Regions from separate parts of the Sus scrofa genome. Here all the other regions are linked to region 3. Evidence: chromatin contacts called from public HiChIP or PLAC-seq and promoter capture Hi-C data. All regions are on one chromosome and are shown on one strand. Each heading gives the region's core, a stretch centred on a gene start, on an enhancer-like site or on the middle of the called end of the contact. The rest is flanking DNA. Distances are from core to core; before and after follow the strand shown.

Evidence for each region. Promoter capture Hi-C pulls out the DNA fragments that hold promoters and counts their contacts. HiChIP or PLAC-seq counts read pairs in DNA pulled down with a chosen protein or histone mark.
Region 1: an H3K27ac HiChIP or PLAC-seq map of skeletal muscle shows a contact between it and region 3, with 6 times the contacts expected there. The contact joins the promoter of INTS5 here to the enhancer-like site in region 3. A contact is called at or near these places in 1 of 5 promoter capture datasets (liver), 3 of 47 Hi-C or Micro-C datasets (embryonic fibroblasts, liver and omental adipose tissue) and 2 of 2 datasets of contacts at active chromatin or transcription factors (alveolar macrophages and skeletal muscle).
Region 2: a contact with region 3 is called in a promoter capture Hi-C map of fetal skeletal muscle, with 5 times the contacts expected there. The contact joins the promoter of EEF1G here to the enhancer-like site in region 3. A contact is called at or near these places in 3 of 5 promoter capture datasets (fetal liver, fetal skeletal muscle and liver), 11 of 47 Hi-C or Micro-C datasets (embryonic fibroblasts, heart right ventricle, liver and 4 more) and 2 of 2 datasets of contacts at active chromatin or transcription factors (alveolar macrophages and skeletal muscle).
Region 4: a contact with region 3 is called in a promoter capture Hi-C map of fetal skeletal muscle, with 7 times the contacts expected there. The contact joins the promoter of AHNAK here to the enhancer-like site in region 3. A contact is called at or near these places in 4 of 5 promoter capture datasets (fetal liver, fetal skeletal muscle, liver and 1 more), 9 of 47 Hi-C or Micro-C datasets (embryonic fibroblasts, heart right ventricle, liver and 3 more) and 2 of 2 datasets of contacts at active chromatin or transcription factors (alveolar macrophages and skeletal muscle).

The regions. Positions count from the first base shown.
Region 1 is chr2:9,094,270-9,096,969 of Sscrofa11.1, forward strand. It overlaps INTS5 (integrator complex subunit 5), which reads left to right and starts at 1,377. Exons shown (of 3, transcript XM_003353823.4): 1 at 1,377-1,526. The coding sequence starts at 1,447.
Region 2 is chr2:9,161,947-9,164,687 of Sscrofa11.1, forward strand. EEF1G (elongation factor 1-gamma) reads left to right here and starts at 1,274. Exons shown (of 11, transcript XM_005660798.3): 1 at 1,274-1,403; 2 at 2,491-2,649. The coding sequence starts at 1,392.
Region 3 is chr2:9,318,243-9,320,992 of Sscrofa11.1, forward strand. No RefSeq gene overlaps it. Among named protein-coding and RNA genes, the nearest start is that of SCGB1A1, 17 kb to the left of the region's middle. Within about 2 kb of position 1,384, at least 13 of the 83 cell types and tissues checked have an H3K27ac peak or open chromatin away from gene starts, as enhancers often do. A contact at or near this core is called in fetal skeletal muscle, skeletal muscle and subcutaneous adipose tissue, where this site is marked.
Region 4 is chr2:9,185,636-9,188,335 of Sscrofa11.1, forward strand. It overlaps AHNAK (neuroblast differentiation-associated protein AHNAK), which reads left to right and starts at 1,349. Exons shown (of 10, transcript XM_013994215.2): 1 at 1,349-1,477.

The DNA of each region.
Region 1 (2,700 bases), core at 127-2,626, 220 kb before region 3:
TGGCAATGCCAGATCCTTAACCCACTGAGTGACGCCAGGATCCAACCTGCATCTTCATGGAAACTAGTCAGGTTCATTTCTGCTGGGTCAGGACAGGAACTCCATAATCAATCATTTAGCTTTTAAAACACAATGACTTCAAAGGTAGCTTTAGGACCTGATGTTATTGTCACTCACACTTCCATTGAGAATAGTTAATAGAGGTTAATACAGGCCTCTGGTTAGTAAAGACCTCAGAACATATTTTCTTTTTTATTCATCCAATCAGCTATTAAGAACCTGCAACATGTCAGATAGATACTGTTGCATATGATGAGATTATAGCCTTTAGCAAAATAGGCAAAGTTCCTGTTGTCAAAGAGCTCATTTTCTGGAGTTCATTCAAAAATTATAATAAAAATAGCTATATTACTTATGCAGCACTTACCTATGATTGCAGGCACAAAGTGCTATATGTTTACCATATGACCTGGTTTCGATTTTCACAAAAACCCCCTGAGGAAGTTGTACTGTTACCATCCTCATTTGAATAAGAGGAAACAGGCATAGAGAGGTTAAGTAAAGTACACAGATGGTTAGTGGAATAGCTGGCACTAGATCTAGACAGACTCACTGGAGTGGGGGCTTTTGATGAGGTGTATTAGTTCCTCATACAGTTACCAAGCCCTCAGAGTTCCCGCTGTGGCGCAGCGGAAAGGAACCCATGAGGATGTGGGTTTGATCCCTGGCCTCTCTCCGTGGGTTAAGGACCCGGTATTTGGGAACTTCCATATGCCGCGGGGTGTGGCCCTAAAAAGCAGGAAAAAAAAAAAAAAGTTACCAAGCTCTCTGCAGCTATGGGATGTGTGAGGTCGGGGAAGGTCCCTGTACCGGGAGGTTGGGGATCCTGATAATGATTGTGTGTCAACCTAGGACTGGAGAACACCTTCAGCCTAGCCAGCCCAATTTATTTGGACTTCCTGTCCCTGCCTTTCCTTTGTTCTCTCTTCATCTTCTCTTACGGACTTTCCTTTCCGGCTCCTTTCCGCTTTCCCTCTTCCTCTCTCTAATTAGCTGCTTTTTATATCGTCGTCATTGGTTATTGATTAAAATGGTTCTTACTGCTTCATTTATCAAAACCTCGAGAGCTGAACACTTTGTATTTTTGGCTGTAGAAAAATTAACTAAATCCAATTAACTACTCGTAGCTAGCTTTCGTCTGAGTCAATGGCCTTGGGAGGGGCAAAAAAGGATTGCATTGAGGGTGGGTCCACTTCCCGCTGTCACGGGGGCCGTCTCCTTCTGGGACGCTGATTCAGGCCGGAACCAATGTGTAAGAGTCACAGACGTCGCCGGACTGGTTTATCTGAGAGGCCTAGCCGCTGGTTCCTTTCGGGTTTTTCATCAGCGCGCATGCGCTGCCTGCGCTCCGCCGCTCCCGCCTCGGGCTCCGGCTAGGGCTCCGGGATGTCCGCGTTGTGCGACCCTCCCGGGGCCCCAGGGCCTCCAGGCCCTGCCCCGGTCACGCACGGTCCCGCGCCGCTCAGGTAGTCAGAGCCCCTGGCATCTTCCCCCACCCCGCGACCCCGCGAGGATCCCCAGCCTTCTCGGCAGAAATCCCTATCCTACCTCGAGAACTCGTGTCAGGGTTCTCAGAGATTCCTGGTCGGGTCTTCCCAGAACTCAGGGACTGCCTCAAAACTCTGGGCTCCAGTGCCGCACTCTCAAGATCTAGGTACTGCCTCCGCAGTGCCTAGTTACCCCAGATCCTGGCCTTGCTCTCCCAAGAGTTGGGAAATATCAGAACTCTTGGGAACCTAGGTTTCCTGTTGAGAAAGGGTTGAGACCCGAGGGAACCCAGGGTCCCCTGACTTCATGGAGACTTCCTGAGCACCCAGGCCCGGAAACCTGCAGAATGCTTCCTTCTAGCCTTTCCCTTGCCCTCCAACGGAGACCTTCCACTCACCTTAGGGTGGGTTTTTTTTGGGGGGTGGGGTGGGGAACCAGAGAGGAATGGCACAGTCAGCTTTATCGGTCCCTGGAGGATGCTGTCTTCTTTGGCAGAAAAGGCAATGAGAGGGAGGGGATTTTTGCCTCTTCCCATACTTCTGGCTTTTGAACCTCTAAGACTGAACCTTTATGTTTCAGGAGGAGAAGGGTTGAAAGGCATTGCCTTGTTTCTGCTTGGGACACCCTGATTATTGGGGCACACAGAGTTCTGGGAGTATAATTGTTGTTGATATGGTGGATGGTTAGGATGCTTGCAGAGTATGGGAGGAAACAGGTTTGGGGAGGGAAAGCCCTTAAGAAGGGGCAAGTTTGAGGTTAGGATTTTCTCTCCATTAAGAGCAAAATCCAGGAGTTCCCATTGTGGCTCACTGGGTTAAGAACCTGACCAGTATCTGTTGAGGATGCAGGTTCGATCTCTGGCCTTGCCTAGTGGGTTAGGGATCCAGTGTTCCTGCAAGCTGTGACAAAGGTCGCAGATGCAGCTCAGATCTGGTGTTGCCATGACTGTGGCATAGGCCAGTGGCTGTGGCTGCAGTTCAACCCCTAGCCTGGGAATTTCCATGTGCTGCGGGTGCAGCCCTCAAAAGAAAAAAAAAAGGCAGATGTTATAGGAACACAAAATAAACTTATTCAAGTCAAGAAATATTTATTGAGTAATTTCTGTATTCTAGGCACCTCAGTAGAAGGGGATCTAGTGTTGAAGAGCACAGA
Region 2 (2,741 bases), core at 24-2,523, 160 kb before region 3:
AATACTCCTTCCACCCAAACTTTACCTCTCAGAGGTACCTTCTCCTGCCACCCTAGACTCGTAGGTCTCTCAACCTGTTTCCTTCATACCACTTATCACAACTTAGAGGGTGTGCCCAGGATGAGTATGTGTCTGGCACCTTGAGCCCACTCAGTAGAGTTCTTGAAAGATGGAGTATTGGGTGGGTGGCTTGAGCAGTGCCCGGAAGAAAGTGTTACCTTGCTGCCCAGATTTATGAATGGTGCCAGGGTTTGAAATAACTGGTTCAGAGTTCTCCATCCATTCTCTCACTTTTCAGAAGAATTCATCTACTTCTTTTTTTTTTTTTGTCTGCTTAGGGCCGCACTTGTGGCATATGGAGGTCCCAGGCTAGGGGTCTCATCGGAGCTACAGCTGCCGGCCTACACCACAGCCACAGCAACGCCAGATCAACCCACTGAGCAAGGACAGGATCAAACAGGCGTCCTCATGGATACGAGTCAGACTGGTGTCTGCTGAGCCACGATGGGAACTCCAGTTCTTTTTTTTTTTTTTGGCTGAGCCCTGGGCATGTGGAAGGTCCTGAGCCAGGGATAGAATCCAACACATGCCACAGGAGTCACAATGCTGGATCCTTAACCAATGCTAGGCCACCAGGGAATGCGCATCCTGTTCTTAAATTGGGTGAAGGATTTTCAGATCTGAGCATGGGTAGAGAGCCACATACCAAATGAATTGTCAGCCCCTCCGGGGTGACAGGAGGTAGAGGGGATGTGGCTGTGTTCTCCCTCAGTCCCTCCCCTGTCACAGTCCGAGGACTGGTGCCCTCCTTGCAGTAATAGCATCCCTGAGCTTCAAAGTAGTTTAATGGGAAAAAATATCCCCAAAACCCCTCACTTTTACAGAGGGTTTCAGACTTGGCTTCCGGTTAGATGTATAACTTCTTTAGAAAGAACGTGGCACCCCGAGACCTCCACGCAGTTGTTTCCGCTCCTGTGAATGTCACACAATCACGATGTTAGGGATCTGGCGCCATCAAATTACCTCGAGCTTCAAGGAACGCGACGCTGGGCTGGCAGCTGTGCCACGTTGCTACTAAGGGGCGGCTTTCCAGCTCGTTCTCACAGTCCCCGCCTCCCTCCGCGCCTTCTGCTGCCACCTCAGGACGCGAATTGGCCATGCCGCACTGCGCAGGCGCGAGCTTTTTCCGCGCTAGCCGGCAGGCCCCACCCCCTTCTTTTTCCATTCAGCGGCCGCGGGACACCGAACTGTCGTGCGTATGCCCTCTATGCCGTCCTCGCTTTACGGCTGCTGTTTCTCCACGGCTCTCCCCTTCCCCCCTCCCTTCTCTCCCTGACGGCTTACTTTGCGGCAGCGCAGAGAGCCCCACCCCCTTTCTCTGCGGAATCACCATGGCGGCCGGGGTAAGTTTGCCGGCTCTGGCGATCCAGGTCACCGTATCCGACGCCATCCGCTGCCTCAGTAGGGCCAGCAGTGTCATAGAGGTTTTGGAGCCGAGTGGGGAACTGATCCTGGGTCTAGAGACCGTACTATTAGAGAGAGGGGCTTCCAGGCCCCGGAGGGGAACTGAGGCTGGGGCTCTCGGAGGCCAAAGAGGTGGAAGGGTCTGGGGTAGAGGAGAAAAGGGATGCCGGATCCTGGCCGTCTGGGGACTGAGAAAGGGGTTCGGGTTCATTGCCGCCTCGAGACGTGGGATCGGGCAGGTTGACAGAACTTTTGCGACCGTTTTGTGGGGCAACACCAGGGACAGAGTGAAGAAGAGGGTCTTTGTGGGCAGGTGCGGCTGACCAAGGTTCTGGGTCGTCCGGCAGGGAGGTTTGGGAGCGGGAAGAGCCTCCGGACGGTGGAGTCAGACCACCTGGACCCTGCTGGCCAGATTAATAGAAGGAGACAAGGCACCACTAGGGAAACTCAACGGCGGGACAGGACCGGAGGGATGGCTCATCGTTTTATAGGGAGACCAAGTTGACTTAGGAAGAGAAGATGCCATTCGGTCTCTCCGGCGGCTCTTCCGAGGGGGGACTTGGAAATGTCTTGGTCGGTGTGTGTGTCTTGGAAACAAGAGTGATGCTTTTGAAAGGCGAGCGGCTCCGCAGTGGAGTAAGGCAGGCGCTGGGTAACCGTGAATGAATGAACCAGGGCTCTGGGAAGGGAGGGGTGTGTGTATGTCAGCAGATGGAGTCGGAGGAAGCTAGAAGCTGTGGATTTCTTGGAGATGTATTTGAGGGGAAGAGAATGCTTCTAGAGTCGTCCTTAGGGAAGGTCAACTCTGTCAACAAGCTTTATTTAGCAGTTGGTGTGTAGTTCTGTTTGGTATTTCGGAGGACTCTGATTACACACGACAGCAGATACTGAAGAATCTGGTGCACCAGAGGGGGTAAAAGAGTTGAGTTGGAGCAGACTGGGGTTGCTCAGGGGAGTCATTTTCTGATAGCATTTAGGACTGGGACCCTTCTGGTCATTAACGTTTTCCCCATCTTCTCCCTGCAGACCCTGTACACATATCCTGAAAACTGGAGGGCCTTCAAAGCCCTCATTGCCGCTCAGTACAGCGGGGCTCAGGTCCGCGTGCTCTCCGCACCACCCCACTTCCATTTTGGCCAAACCAACCACACCCCCGAATTTCTCCGTAAATTTCCTGCCGGTAAGGTGAGTAGGGAAGTGGAGAGGGGACTTTAGTCCTCAGAATCCAAGAAGAACCGAGGTTGTGTCACTCTGGAGATGGCCTCCATCGTTAAAAG
Region 3 (2,750 bases), core at 134-2,633:
GGGTCCCAGAGGCTGGAGAGGGAGAGGCACTGGTCAGGAAGGGTTCGGCTGGGAGCAGCCTGTTCCATGATGGCCCCGGGGAGACCTGTGCCTGCCAGGTGGCCTGGCCAGAGGGGACAGAGTGTGGGGACACCTCCTTGAACCTCTGGTGCCGCATGGGGTCCGTCATTGTCCACAGGGTCCTCTCCCCACTTCAGGTCCATTCTCCCCAGAGCGGCCAGAGCCATCTTTTAAACCTAAATCAGATCAGGAGTTCCCACTGTGGATCAGCAGGTTAAGAACCCAACTAGTGTCCATGAGGATTGGGGTTTGAGCCCTGGCCTCGCTTAGTGGGTAAAGGATGCGGCATTGCTGTGGCTGTGGTGTAGCAGCTGCAGCTCGGATTTGACCCCTACCTAGCCTGGGAACTTCCATATGCCACAGATACAGCCCCACCCTGCAAAAAAAAAAAAAAAAAGTCAGATCATGTCACCTCTCTGTGTAAGCCCCTCTTGGCTTCCCACAGCACTCAGAATAAAACCCAAAGCCTCACCTGGTCCACATAGCCTGGGGAGACCTGTCCCCACCTGTCTCAGGCCCCATCTGTATTTCTACCCCGGCACTCAGTACCTGGGACCATGCTGGCTGGCCTTCCCCCCTGCAGGTAGGTCGAGGGCTGGGCTGTCCAGATTATTTCCTGATTGCAACTCACACAGCCCCTCTGTGGCCCAGCCTGCCCTCACTCCCATTCCTTTGTCCCCTGTCACTCCTGCTTTCTTTCCTTGAGAGCCTTCCTCACCATCTGAAATGATCATATTTACCTGTATCTTTGTCTATTAGCTGTACTCCCCCCAGAATGTAAGCTCCACACTCACCTATGACTCTCCAGGCCCCAGCACGTAGGAGGCGCTTATTACTTTTTTCTGGTTTTATAGCTGCACCCGTGGCATATGGAGGTTCCCAGGTTAGGAGTCGAATTGGAGCTGCAGCTGCCGGCCTATGCCACAGCCACAGCAACGCCAGATCTGAGCCTCACCTGCGACCTACCCTGCAGCTCACGGCAACGCCGGATCCTTAACCCACTGAGCAAGGCTAGGGATCGAACCCGCAACCTTATGATTGCTGGTCGGATTTGTTAACCACTGAGCCACGACGGGAACTCCTAAATGTGAAGATTTTGAAGGAGAAGAAGAGCCTGTGCTGGGAAGGGACTGACAGACCTTGGCAAAGAGAAGCATCCTAACATTTTTGTGTAATTACATACTTCCCTACCGCCCAAACTGCTAAAGTGTTAAGTTTTAAAATACAGCCCTGACTGAAGTAACTGCACCCTCTCTCTGACCTCCAGAGAGTTGAGCCTCTGATGGCAAAGGCCCGGCAGCCTGAGGCTGGCTGTCCTCTCGACTGGTGACACAGCGCCCCCTATGGGGCTGTTTGGAACATGAAACTTTGAGCTTTTTTTCTCGAGGCCTCAGAGGTGTCAGCTGTAAATTGGAGCTAGCAGAGGCCACCAGCTGTCCTTCTCAGAGGTACTGTCAGTTCCGTAAGTGCTAGGAGGAAAATCAAGCTTTCCAGAAGCTCCCACTGAGAAGTGTGAGTAGAGTCGGCTGGGGAGGGGTGGCCGAGGCCCAGGGCTGGGGGTTGCCTCAAGGGTCTCACAAGCGTTTGGAAAGGCAGACAGAGGAAGGCGACTGGGGTTCATAGCTGGTCCCCTAGCAGCTGCTGTCGAGGGGAAAGACAGAAAGGCTCCCTGGAGGAGGCGTCTCCTTGGGGGGAGTAGGAAGTGAGGTCAGAGCTGGGAGAGGCTGGGCCCCCTGCATCGACTGTTCTCTGTCTGCTGGGCTTGGCGCTGGTACGGGGGACATCGAGTGGGAGACAGATCGCAATGGTGACAGTTTCCATGGAGGAGGGGTCCCTTGGGTGGGTTCTGTGATGGGCAGGCCTGGGGTGGGGGAGGAGAGGCAGGGTGCTCTGGGCAGAGGCAAGACAGTGTGTGAAGCTTGATGGCCCCAGGGCAGGGAGGGAGGTGGGACAGGGCATCCTGAGAAGCCAGCGAGGCCAAGGCCCAGGGGCTGGATGAAGCCAGAGAGCACTGGGCGAGGCAATCCGTGCAGAGCCTTGAGTGACAAAGAGGCATTTGGCTTGACCTTGGTCACAAGATGCCCCGGAACGTGTAAGGAGGGGTGGAAGGCAGGCTGGAGCAGGGGCAGTGGGGAAGGAAGAGGGCCTATGTCTGGGGGATGGAGGGCCTGTTGGGGGGCGGGGGGGAGGTGGGTAAAGCCAGGGCTGGCACACAGCTCAGTTCACTGAATCTTCTAGAAGCACCACGCTGAAGGGCGGACTAGGGTGGGGTGGAGTTTGAGTTCAATGTTATTTGGACTTTGTGGTCATGGCTGTTGTTTGTTAAATGCATGTGAATGATCCCCCACCCGGGCACTTGAACTTGGATGTACACAGAGCCACCGCCCACACCCACACCCCCACGCAGGCCTGGGGCCAGCCTCTGCCTCCCTGGCGCAGCCCTCAGCCCCGCAGGGTGGGGAGTTGGCTGGAGAAATGGCCCCCGGGGGCGATTCTGGGCTGTGACCTGGGGCGCCCCAGCTGTAGACTCATGTTCTGCTCCCTGCCCCCCCAACTCACAGTCTCCCGAGGTCCCAGCCCCCTCTTCCCCACCCAGGCCCTGACCTGTGGGAGCCTCTGCCGAGAGGGCCTTCACCTCGACGGGAAGCTGACCTCTGTCCCCCAACGGCAAGGGGGCCTCCTGACCCTGA
Region 4 (2,700 bases), core at 99-2,598, 130 kb before region 3:
TGCTCCTTCGAGAATGACTTGGACTTTCCAGAGAAAAAGGGATCCAGCTAGTTACCTCTGCGTCCCCAGCATAGCGCTGGGCTCCCAATAATCCACCCCCCACCCCACCCCAGCAATAACTGGTTTTGAAAGTTTTCTCTACTAGACTCCAGCCCCTGACTGTAGGATCCCGTGCTCTTCTGGGTGCAGCCTAACAAGTGATAGGAACTGGGTTGATTTTTGTGGGACACAGTGATGCCTGGGGTGCAGGGGCTGGGGGGTGGTGGCCTGTGGCTACAGGTGAAGTCAAGGGAGTGGGGAGGAGGGAAGGAGGGAGGCTGAAGATGCCTTGGAAGGCCTTTTAGGGCCTCCTTGCCTGTGCTGGGTCTAAATTAGGGGAGTAGCTTCTTTTTTGTTGGCTGTCCCTGCGGCATGGGCATGCGGAAGGTCCTGGGCCAGGGATCGAACCCAGGTCGCTGCAGTGACAAGGCCAGATCCTTAACCTGCTGCACTACAAGGGAACTCCTGGGGAGTCAATTCTGCTTTCATTCTCCTGCCCCCCATAAGGGTGATCCCAGGGGCAGGGTGTGGCACTCACTTCCTTTTCGAAGCTGAATGGGGAAGCTTCCTAGTCCCTGGCCCCCAGGGATGCTGGGCTGGGCCAGAACTTGGCTTGCGTGTGGAGTGGGAAGTAGAAGGGAGTCCCAGCCTTAGGGGTACTGCCTTGTTCCTAGCTGTGCGATGAGGGGGACTGGGGAGAGGACCTGGGACCGTGAGAGCTGGACTAGCAGAGGACGAGGGTTCTGGAATATCGCTAGCGAGGACTGGAGGGTGTCTGAGCCCCTCCCCAAAGCCCTGTCCTTAAAGGTTATCTGCTGGGACATTGTTCAGAGAACCGGGACACACGGGGAGCCACCAAAGTCCCGTGGGGCTTAGTGCTACTCTGGGGTCCTGGCCCGGGTTACCTTTTGAAGAGCTAACCCCGCAGAGCCGAGGGTTTGCTTCAGGAGGGCGAGGCTCCAGGTCCAGGGATCTAAGTGGGACACAAGAGAGCGATCTGTGGGAGACCTGTGGAGGGAGAAGGCCAGCATCGGTCAAAGGCAGGGAATAGGCTGGGGGTCCCTGGGGTCACCTTAGTCCCAGGGGGCCGTGGGTGGAGGTGCCCGGGCACTGCCGGGCTGGATTCCTTAGCTCATTTGCAATTGGCTGGCTGGCCCTGGCAGAGCACGCCACTCAGAGCCTGAGGAGCTGGTTTGAGGGGTTGGGGCAAAGCTGTGGGGGTGGTGGGGGTGGGTGGGGCTCTGGGGTGTGGTCACCACCTTCCTGGGAACTTGGGAACCGCCTGGGGACAGGCAGACAGACTGGGAGAGCTAGTCGGACTCCTGCCCTGCTGGGAACTCTCCCCTGCTGGCTCTGTGTCCCCCACCCCCCACTCCCAGAAGCCCCCAGCTTCTCTCCCTGGAGCAAGGCTGACCGTTTGCGCATGCCCTGGAGAGAGGTTAGAATGGGACCTTTTGGTGGGTGGGTATGTAGGGCCTTCTGCTCTTCCTTTGGTCCCCCATGGGCTTCATCCAGACGCCCAGGGAGGGCAGCTGGCATTTCCCTGAGCTGCAACCATCCCACTGGGTTCCCAGGCCTTCCTGAGCATGCGCAGTTTCCTCCAGCCCTGGGCAAGCCTGCGGAGGTGTGGGGGCCCCGTGGGTGGGCCACAGCGGGCTCAGCAGGAGTGTGTGTTTTGATGGAGCCCCTCTTCTTCATCAGGGGGACAGCTGGGCTGGGCTTGGGTCTGGGGTTGCTCTTTCACCGTGGTGTCAAGTCCCTGTAACCACTTGTGTCATAGCAGCGAGATACGTGTTATTACCTATGAGGGGGGTGTCTCCGGCTGTGCGTGGTGGTCCTGGATGTGTCACCTCTGCTTGCCTCTGGGGCTCACGGGGCAGAGGACAGCAATGGCACTCCGCCCTGGTGGTGGAGGTTTCTTGGGGCTGCAGGGGTTGTAGGTAAGGACTAAAGTAAGTTTCTCCGGCCCAGAGGGGTTCGGGGGTCCCGGGGTTTGTGTCCGGAAGCCCCAGAGAGAGGGTGAGCACAGCCCTGGGATGAGGCCCTGGCCGATGGAGTCCGAGCGAGGCGCTGCACACGGCCGGTCAGGGAGGGGCATCCTGCTCGGTCCCCGGGGGCCGGAGCGGAGGTTCTAGGGGAAGGGGAAGCGCCTGGCTTTGCGTCCTGGCCGGGCTGGGGGCGGCTCTTTGGCAGCTGGGCCGAGTGGCCGGGCCCCAGCCCCTGCACTAGCGAAGCCCCGCCACTGGGCGGAGAGCTTGGCCTCCGCCTGGGCGGAGGGCGGCTCCCAAACTGATCCACCCCCCAGGGTGAGACTTCGCCGCTCTCCTCGCCCCGGCTCCTCCCGCCCCCGCAGGAAGACAACCCCCTCCGAGCTGGGGTCTTAATCCCTGGTGTTGTGGGTCAAAGCCCATTCTTTTCTGGCGCGGTGATCAGGCGTGGAGACTTCCTGCTGGGGAATGTAAGCTGTCCCCAGTTCCTGCCACAAAGAGAGGGGAGTCCCTCTTAGGGAACGAAAAAGGGATTTCTCTCCCCGCAGGAAGCATGAACTTGGAGCTCTGGGACTAGGAGTGGGAGGGGCCAGGGGACAGAGGTGGGGACAGGCGGCAGGGCGGAGCCCAGAAATCCGCCGCCGGCTGGGGTGGGGGTAGGGAGCTGCCCTGG